2 separate regions of the Gossypium hirsutum genome follow, and region 1 is linked to region 2. Evidence: chromatin contacts called from public Hi-C data. All regions are on one chromosome and are shown on one strand. The core of a region is the stretch at or near the end of the contact, and the rest is flanking DNA. Distances in the headings are between cores, read along the strand shown.

Region 1 (4,430 bases), core at 938-3,437, 130 kb before region 2:
TGCCGTAAGGGTGTCGCACCTACGATGGCAGCACCAGGTATGATGCTGCCAGTGGTTGCGACGACAACATTCAGGTGGCTTGCGGATGGTCGAGATGATAGTTCTTCTATGGTTGAGCAATGGAAGACTTACACTCATACTGAGGCTCTACTAGATAATTTGATTTCAGATTAATAATTCCAAAAATGATATTATTTTAATAGTTTTAATATTAAATTAAAGTTAATATTTATCTTGATAATATTTTATTAATTTAATATTAAAGTGATTATATTAATATTAATATTTAATTTAATTTAATATTTATCTTGTAGATAAGTATTATATTAATTTAATATTAAGTTTAATCATAGTTAAACTCTCTAAACTCTCTAAACTCTCCCTATATAAATAGTCTTGTATCATTATTTTTCACACACTTGAATTTAAGAAAAAATTGTAGAGAGAAAATTCTCTGAAGAAATTATTTTAGAAGATTTCTAAATATATCTTTTTATTTACAACTTGGTCCAGAAGTGTAGAGAAATTCTAAAATTTCCCTACTGGTAATTTTATGAATTTTTTTGATTCAAAGCGAGCCCATACTCGGAGACGTGAGCTTGAGGATAGCGAAGAAGACTACTCGGTGGAAGCGTTCATCCTAAACGAATCGAAAATGTATATTTTTGACTAAGTGTTTATTACTTTAGATATCATAATAAAGTTCTAGTTTTAGAAAAAAAATTTAAAACTCTGATTTTCCTCAAATCTATTTTCCTCTGCGTTTTTCAAACTCGATTTTTCAACACATACCCCTCGAGCTGTAAGCTTTCTTACTCTTCCCACAGATCTTAATCAGCTTAACTTGTTCTTTTACTCCTTTTGAGATCTCAATTAGTGCCTTCGAACATTGACTTTGATACTAACTATTACGGGGCTAGAACTTTAGTCTCGTAAATCGTGTAGTCTTAGGCAATTTCTTTGCTTTGAATTTGCCTAAGTCAGCGTAACTCTCACAAAAGTGAGAATTCTCACAAAAATTCTCTAAGGGATCGAAAACAAAGCAGAAGCAACTTGAAAAAGAAAGAAGCCATGAACGAATAGAAAAACCAGAGAAAAATAGCTTGTACCAAGTGTTTGAGTAAATGCTCTCAGATATATTCAAAACTCTGAATGGAATGATTACAAATGAAGGGGGAAGTCTTTTTATAGTTGAGCTCCCTCAAAACCAATGGTACAGGTTGAGTTACATCGACGGTTAAGATTAGAGCTTATCTACAATTGAGAGCCCTAAGGAATTTAAACTCTATACAATTTTATCCCTTTAGGATTTACACTATTTACCCTGATAGCTCTAGTTTTACTGGAGCGTTTCACTAGGCCATCGAGGTTTCAAGTAAATGGGTTTCTCCATATGTCCCACGAGTTGGGTCAAATCAAGCGGGTTAAATGAGTCTCATTTTATCAATTAACCTCTATGGAACGCTCTTTGTATGATCATCACAAACTTTGATCCACAACTCGTGACACCTGAAGATACTTGAATGCTACGTATATATGAATGCTACTAAATTTTAGTCATGTTGAGCATATTTGTAATAATGAAGTTTAATAGGTAAGACATTGGTTTAATCAATTACTCTATAATACACATTTTTTCCTTTTCATATTTATGTCATGAATGTTTAAAAGTCTTATAAGGAATAATATGTTAACATAATATGTTCTTGACTTCTTGCATAAAATATTTTGGTTTGCTTTGAATAAGGGTTTAATCTAATTTGTGCACACCACTATCATGTGAAATGATTACTAATTCATCATTTAATAAACTTTTAAAATATAAAAAATGATAAATTGGAAAAAAACATATGTATCTAAAAAAAATAAATTATTACAAAAAAAATCTAGAATTTAAGTTAGAAAAATTGAAAACCCAAAAAAGTTATCTCTTTTTTTAAAATAAATTGCAAAAAAATAGATAAATATAAATTTTATAAAAAATTTTATACTTAAATATGGGTGAAATTCTTCAAGTTGACAATGTAAAAGATAATGATCATAAAAGCTTATAAGAAACTCTTTTTTTGTTTTTATTTGTTAGGGTTCATAGGAAAAATTAAATTCTTGCATTGAAAATATTATTAACTTGATCGTGAATGAAGTTTATAAAAATAAAAAATTTATTAAATTTGAAATTTTGAGTACATATAGGAAAGCAAAAGCGACTAAAATAGAACTGAAGAAAAAAAATCTAAAATATTAGCCGCACTAACAATGCAGACTTCTACGATACTTTCACAATATAATTGAAAAAAAAGAAAAGAAAATCTAAAACATCGAAGAACCCTATTTTTCCAGGTTAGCTATTCTATTTTACTGTCCTCTGATTTCTCGGCAGGCTTTCAACAGAAGGTGATCATATTCATTTTCTTTATGAAAATTTTTTTCGCTTCAATTTCTTTGAGATTTTATTTTATTTTTCAGTATTTTACCTCTTTATTTTGATTTCAATTATTTTTTTATATTTCAAGAATCTTCAATTATTTTGTATGTAATCATTTCTTTATCGGAGTTTAGCTTTAATTTATGACTGTTTGAATGTTCCAGTATTACTGACACTGGCTTGTGGTTTTTCATAATTTTACCTCTAATTGAAGGCAGGTATATTGTTAAAACTATATAATCAGACTCATTGAAATTTTGAAGAAAAGAACAAACAAACATGGCTTCATGTCATTCCCTGCATCCTTTTAGTAATATTTCTTTAATAATGTTTTGGCTTTAGTATAATTTGGAGAGTTTTTAGTTTTTCCTTGCTTCTTCTGTCTTGGAAATTTGCATTTGATCAGAGCTTTACGTTTGCAGTTTCGGTGTTGTGTAGTAACCAATTTGGTAGGAGATTCAGAGGAAGAAGGGTGATCTTTCATAATTAGTAGTAAGTTTATGTTTTTATTGAATGGCACTAGCTTTGCATTGGCGCCCTGGTTCTTGTTCTCGTTCACAATTGATTTTAGTAAAAATATCATAGCTTGCTTCTGTTTCTCTACATCTTTAACTTCTATTTCTTTAAAGCTATAAGCTTGCTTGCCGTAAACCCTAAAATGATGTACTCCTTTAATCGGATTGCCAAATCCATCACAAAGCCAGTGATGTACAAAATTCACTCGAAATTTGGTAAACCCCACTTGAATCTGACTACCCTTTTCAAAACTCTCTCCACTAAACCTCCTCAAAATGGCAAAGATGACTCTTGGAACGATGCCTGGGAAACAGCTTGGCTCCCTGATGACATTTCTCCCAAGAACAGAGCTCCTTGGGAAGCTGATGTTAACTTCCCTTCTAATGAAGAATCAGCAAAAATGGCGCTTTCGTCGGACGTACATGCTGAAACCAAGGCATTTGTCGAAGACATGAATGAGAATTGGAATGAGAGACGAAAGTCACCTAAGCAGAAGCAGAAAGAGGAAGCAGAAAAGGAGGGGAAAGGGGAGGGTGGTGGATTGTATAGTTTGGAGCACATAAAGAAAGATTATAGGTTGAAGAAGCAGAGAATCCATGCTGGGTTGTGGATGAAGGAGATTGACAAATTGGAAGAAGCTCAATTGGGAGATTCTGCCAATGATATTGATAGATTGCTTGATAGCTGCTCTGAGTATGTCTTTTCTTTTATACACTTTGTTTCCTTGCTATGTTGGTTTAATGTGATATTTTGGAAGGGTTTTTGGTTTCTGTTACTTTCCATATTGAAACTTGTCTTCATATCATAGCTAACAACATCTTTAGGTTCTACCAGCAATTTATTGCTGTACTTGAGGGATTTAACACATAATGTATATTGTGAAGGATTTTTGACTCTACCAATGCTGACTTGGAGAATTCAAGAGTTCCAAGCTCTTCTGAGTTAAAAACTAAGCCTGATGGTTGGGAAACAACATCAAAAGCTCCTGATGGAAACGTGTGGGAGATGTCACAGAGGGAAGAAGATATTCTCCTCCAAGAATTTGATCGCCGAATTGCTTACTGTAAATTCCAGGTGTGTGTGTGTGTGTGGTGTTGTTATTTACGAGCTTCTTGTCATGGGTACTTTGGTCTATTGAACTCTAACATTGAAGCTGCTTTTGCTTATCTGAAATTATACAGATAGCTAGTTTTATTAAGACTCACATATTTAGCCGGAGGAGACCTATTGATGGGTGGAAATACATGATAGAGGAGATAGGGCCTAATGCAAGGAAAGGCAAGGGCAGTGTTTCAAGGTTACCGAGTTTGTCTGATGCATCGAGGCAACCAGTTAAGGAGGAGAAGTTACAATTGAAACCTTGATTGGTGGTTGAGACTTGACACCTTGAGAGGTCACATAATCAACTCTCCCCCAGTTGCAGAATCTGTTCATTTTGAGTAGTTCTTACAATAAGTACATTGGTTTTCTGTTAATAGTATTAATTATT
Region 2 (4,662 bases), core at 1,898-4,397:
GCAAGCTCCAAAATAAAATGTTTTTGAGCTTAGGTTTTGTTTAAATTTAGAGAATAAAAATCTCCTCTCATCATTGTTCTTGATGTTCCATGGGGTTGGGTTTTATTATAGCATGATCAATGATCAAAATATGGGTAGAAGTACCATGGAGGCCCTTATACTATGAGTCAAATTGTATATTTCTCTTCTACTAAAAAAATGGGCAAATTAGTCATATATATTAGATCAGTGAGCAAACTAGTCTTTCTATTAACAATTTCATCACTTTTTACGATTAAAAATTGATCCTTATACGTCAGCATAAAGTACACGTGGCACGTCATGTATAACTGTCTAGTTATTTGGTTAGCCACACTAGTTTTGAAGAGTAAAAATTGATGAATTTTAACATAAAGGACCAATTTGCTCTTTGATCTAACATATAGAGACTAATTGGCCCTTTTTTTAGTAAAGGGGGTTAAATGCAATCTGACTTTTAGTACAGGAGCCTTTATGGTACTTTCACCTCAAAATATGTGAACTTGTGAACTCGTATGCAGAATTTGTCCTTTTTAGTAAAGCATAATACATCTGGCTGATAATTTTAGTCACTCCTTTTAATCCAAATGGATCTTTGTACAGTTTAACACTTTAGGATCTGAAATTGTTCGGATTTTGGCTTTTATGTTGAATAGTTGGAAAGGTGTTTGTTTTGATTTGTTATATGATAGTAAGTTATGATTTCCTGTTGTGCATATTTAGTGGACAATTCACACACTGAGCGCCCACTAAATCCGTTGAAGGAAGCAAAAAAGAATCCAAGTTAATTTTGTTTGGCATTTATGTTTAGGGTCCTTTTGTTCAAGCTGCCTGGACCAGGAGATCACGTGGTGAAGCTGCAAAGCAACCCAATAGGAAATCATGGAAACAAAGGACCGATATGTATATTAGGCCATTTCTACTAAATGTTTTCTTTTCGAAGAAATTTATTCATGCAAAAGTGATGCATCGAGGTACAAGCAAAGTGATATCAGTCGCAACCACGAATGCCAAGGATCTTAGAAACAATTTGGCATCACTCACAGACCACAATGCATGCAGAATAATCGGGAAACTTATTGCTGAACGATCAAAGGAAGCCGATGTGTATGCAATGTCTTACGAGCCTAGAAAGGGTGAGAGGATTGAAGGTAAGCTAGGCATAGTTCTTGACACCATTAAGGAGAATGGGATCATATTTGTATGAGCCAATCACACATTGGTGTAGTAAAATAATTTCTGAACTGTGGGAATGCAATCAATATTTGAGCCTATTGATATTAGAATAGAATCAATTTTTGTGCTATGGAGTATGAAATGATGAATGTTGTATTTGTAAAACACCTGCAAATGCTTTGCTGGCATCAAGCCAAAGCCATATAATATTGTGAGCTAACATGAATACAACATAAGCTGTAAACAGTAACAAAAAATGAAGCACATCAGGAGAGTGGGAATCAATTATCCATTCTTATTTCTTCTTCTCAAACTCAATCACCACCCCAAAAGAGAAAGTAGTATAATTTCCAAGGCTTATTGCACAAATGTTCTCAAACAAAACCCTAAGATTTTAAATTGGCTTCAAATTTTTTTTGTAGTTAAAGTATGTCACTTTCTTAATCTACTCACTAATTGCCCTGCCACTATTTTGAATGGTAAATGGACCTGTTAAAAGAAAATCTTAAATTTTGTTGCATTATTTTTTAGTATGTCATACTCAGAACTTGTTAATACAAATATATACTATTGTGCTAACAATTTGAGCTATATGTTTTAAATATTTTTCACGTCATTTACAAATTGATATTTAATGCTTAAATTGAAAGTTAAGCTGAGGGAGTAATCTAATTAATACAATTAGGGTTGAAAAAAAACACTTATCAAATCAAGAAACTGAGTTGAACCGGCAATTTGATTCGGGTTTTTTTATAGTTTAGTTCAGTTCTGATTAGATGTTTTCATTGAACCACATCAATACAGTTAGGTTTCGGTTCATTCCATTAGATACCGAAAAGTAAAAAAAAGTTCAAAATTTTTAAAAAGAAACCCAAATTTTTTTGAGCATATAATCTCAATATATAAATATATTTAAAAACCAAAACAAAACTCATTGCTTCTAAAAGCTAAATATAGTTTTTATTATGCTTTTACATATTCTATAATTAAATGAAAAATGAAAAATAAACCCTAAATCTAATTTCAAATTCATCCTCTTACGAATGCATTGGTTATTTATTATTGTTGTTAAAACTTTTAAAATTTAGATTATCATTATTAACATTTTCAAGTTGGGGGCTTTTTTGCTATCATTACACACCAAGAGTTATAAATACAAATAATTCAATGAAGGTTGAATGTGATTAAATCAAAGCTTAATTGGATTTTTAATAAAGATTTTACAAATTATTTTATTAATAAATATATTAATTGAGACTTTATGTATAATTAAAAAAATAAAATTACCAAATAATATCTAAAAATCATAAAATAAAGATAATTTAATTTAATTAAAATTAAAAAGTTTAAATCCAAAAACAATTTTATCCGAATAAAATTCAAAAGCTCAAAGCACAAAAATAATATGAAAACCAAAATCCGATTTAGGCTTAGTTTGGATGGGCGGTGTGTTTAGCTTCGGTGGGGTTAAAAACAGCGGTGGCTGTGAGATTAGTTACTGTAGTAGTGAGATTGGATACTGTAACGGTGAGATTAGAAACAGCGGTGGAGTGTGTATTTGGATTCAAACGTAATTTGACATTAGATTATAATTGATATATATCAAAAGTTTTTAAAATTATTTTACTTTTATAAAATTATTAAAATATGTGAATTTATAAATTCATTTAATAAAATATTAAAATGTATCTTTTAATATTCTATTTATTATCCTATAAATTAACATATTTGTATTTATTTAAATAATAGTTATAACATTAAAACAGCTTAATTGTCTTATTTTCACACCCATATGAAAAATAAAGTGGTAAAAATATTACCCACTGATGTTTCTTTTTGTTTACTGGTGCTTGACCCTTCAGTCCAAAATTTTCTCACCAGTGCGTTGAATGATTTTCACTGGCCAAATTTGGATGCTATCTAAACAGGTATATGTGGTGCGATTGCACCAAAATCAATGATAAACGTGCTTCACTATAGTAACTAGGCATCCAAAGGAGCCCTGTAATAATCAATTTCTTATTACCACCGATTTCTTATAAACCGATCTCACCCCTCAATAAAATATTGATTCTTTGCGAACATTTTTTAATTTAGGGATGAATTTAGAATCGGAAATAGTTTGTGTATATTGAAATTACTATTGTCCCCTTCAAAGGCGATAACCCCTTTTCGTCGTCTCAAAAACCCTAACCTGAAAAGGTCGCTCTTTTGCTTCACTATTGACAGTGAACAAAAAATGGCTTCACAAATGGCGATCTTGACCCGAACACGAATCCTACTCCGAGTAAGCCAAGCCAAATCCATTTCCAGCTTCCCTTTCCTCTCTCAAGAACCCCAACTTGCCGAGTCAGCCCACACGGCTGAAACTCAAACCACCCCTCTCCCTCCCAACCCAGCCTCCGGCAGCCCCCTCTACCACGAGAACTGGCGAGACCCAAACGCAGCCAGAAAAACAACCTCCCTAGCGCAATCCCTTATTCCCCTCGGCTTCCTCAGCCAAACTCCTGGCCAACGGATTCAATACCTCTCCCAAATCCTTGATGCTCCTGCTTTAATGAACCATTTTGCCGATTTGATGACTCAGCAACGATGGACCGACGTGAAAGAACTATTTGAGTTCTGGGTTCGATCGCTGGATAAGAATGGGAAGCCCAATAAGCCCGATGTGAATCTTTATAATCATTATTTGAGGGCTAATTTTATGATCGGAGCATCGGCAGGTGATTTGCTTGATTTGGTGGCGCAAATGGACGAGTTTGCCATTGTTCCCAATACAGCGGCCTTTAATTTCGTTTTAAAGGCTATGAAGCAAGCTAAGGAAACTGAAGCTGCTGAGAAGCTGCTTGAACGGTTAGTTATAGTAGCACTATGCTCCCCCCCCCCCAATTTCTCTCTTTTAAATCCCTATGTTTTTTTTTTGGGTGTTTTGGATAATTGTAGGTTGCCTTTTGCTTGAAAGTTCCATAAATATTTGAGTTAATAAATGAGAAGAGATATAACTAAAAATGTTTCTAATTTGCTGCTAAAGTTTGTTTCTTTGCATTTCGTAGCAGTGAGCTTAGATTAATCTATAAGTTAATTTTGTTTCTTTTTTTGTAATTGTATTGAGAGTTTGGATTTTTTTTATTTAAAATGATATATATAATATTTTTTTTGTTACAATCACTTCTGCGATACTATTGGACTTGGGGTTGTGTGGTCGTGGATATATATTTCCTTTTAAATTTTAAAGACCTTTTTTTCATCAGTTTGCTTTCAATAAGGATGTGCATTCATTTTTCTAGTAGGAATTCAATAGCATCAGTAATACACTGCTTTAGCATGTTTATCTTTGGAATTGTTTTCTAAAATATTGGTGATATTCACCTTCAATCTATTCCTATCAGGATGCTGCAAGGTGGAACAGAATCTCTGCCTGACGATGAGACTTATGATTTGGTTATTGGAATGCTGTTTGAGGCACAA

The links. Hi-C and Micro-C count contacts between places; a contact is called where the count stands out from the background.
Region 1: a contact with region 2 is called in a Hi-C map of petal, with 4 times the contacts expected there. The contact joins the promoter of LOC107910144 here to the promoter of LOC107910139 in region 2. A contact is called at or near these places in 10 of 34 Hi-C or Micro-C datasets (anther, fibers, hypocotyl and 2 more).

Annotation. Positions count from the first base shown.
Region 1 is chrD02:46,444,588-46,449,017 of Gossypium_hirsutum_v2.1, reverse strand. LOC107910144 (protein GAMETE CELL DEFECTIVE 1, mitochondrial) reads left to right here and starts at 2,187. Exons shown (of 5, transcript XM_041088591.1): 1 at 2,187-2,340; 2 at 2,848-3,634; 3 at 3,826-4,015; 4 at 4,123-4,334. The coding sequence starts at 3,084. The coding sequence ends at 4,305.
Region 2 is chrD02:46,313,170-46,317,831 of Gossypium_hirsutum_v2.1, reverse strand. LOC107910139 (pentatricopeptide repeat-containing protein At1g26460, mitochondrial) reads left to right here and starts at 3,147. Exons shown (of 7, transcript XM_016837908.2): 1 at 3,147-4,047; 2 at 4,584-4,662. The coding sequence starts at 3,434. LOC107910140 (50S ribosomal protein L18) reads left to right here. Exons shown (of 2, transcript XM_016837910.2): 2 at 830-1,324. The coding sequence ends at 1,225.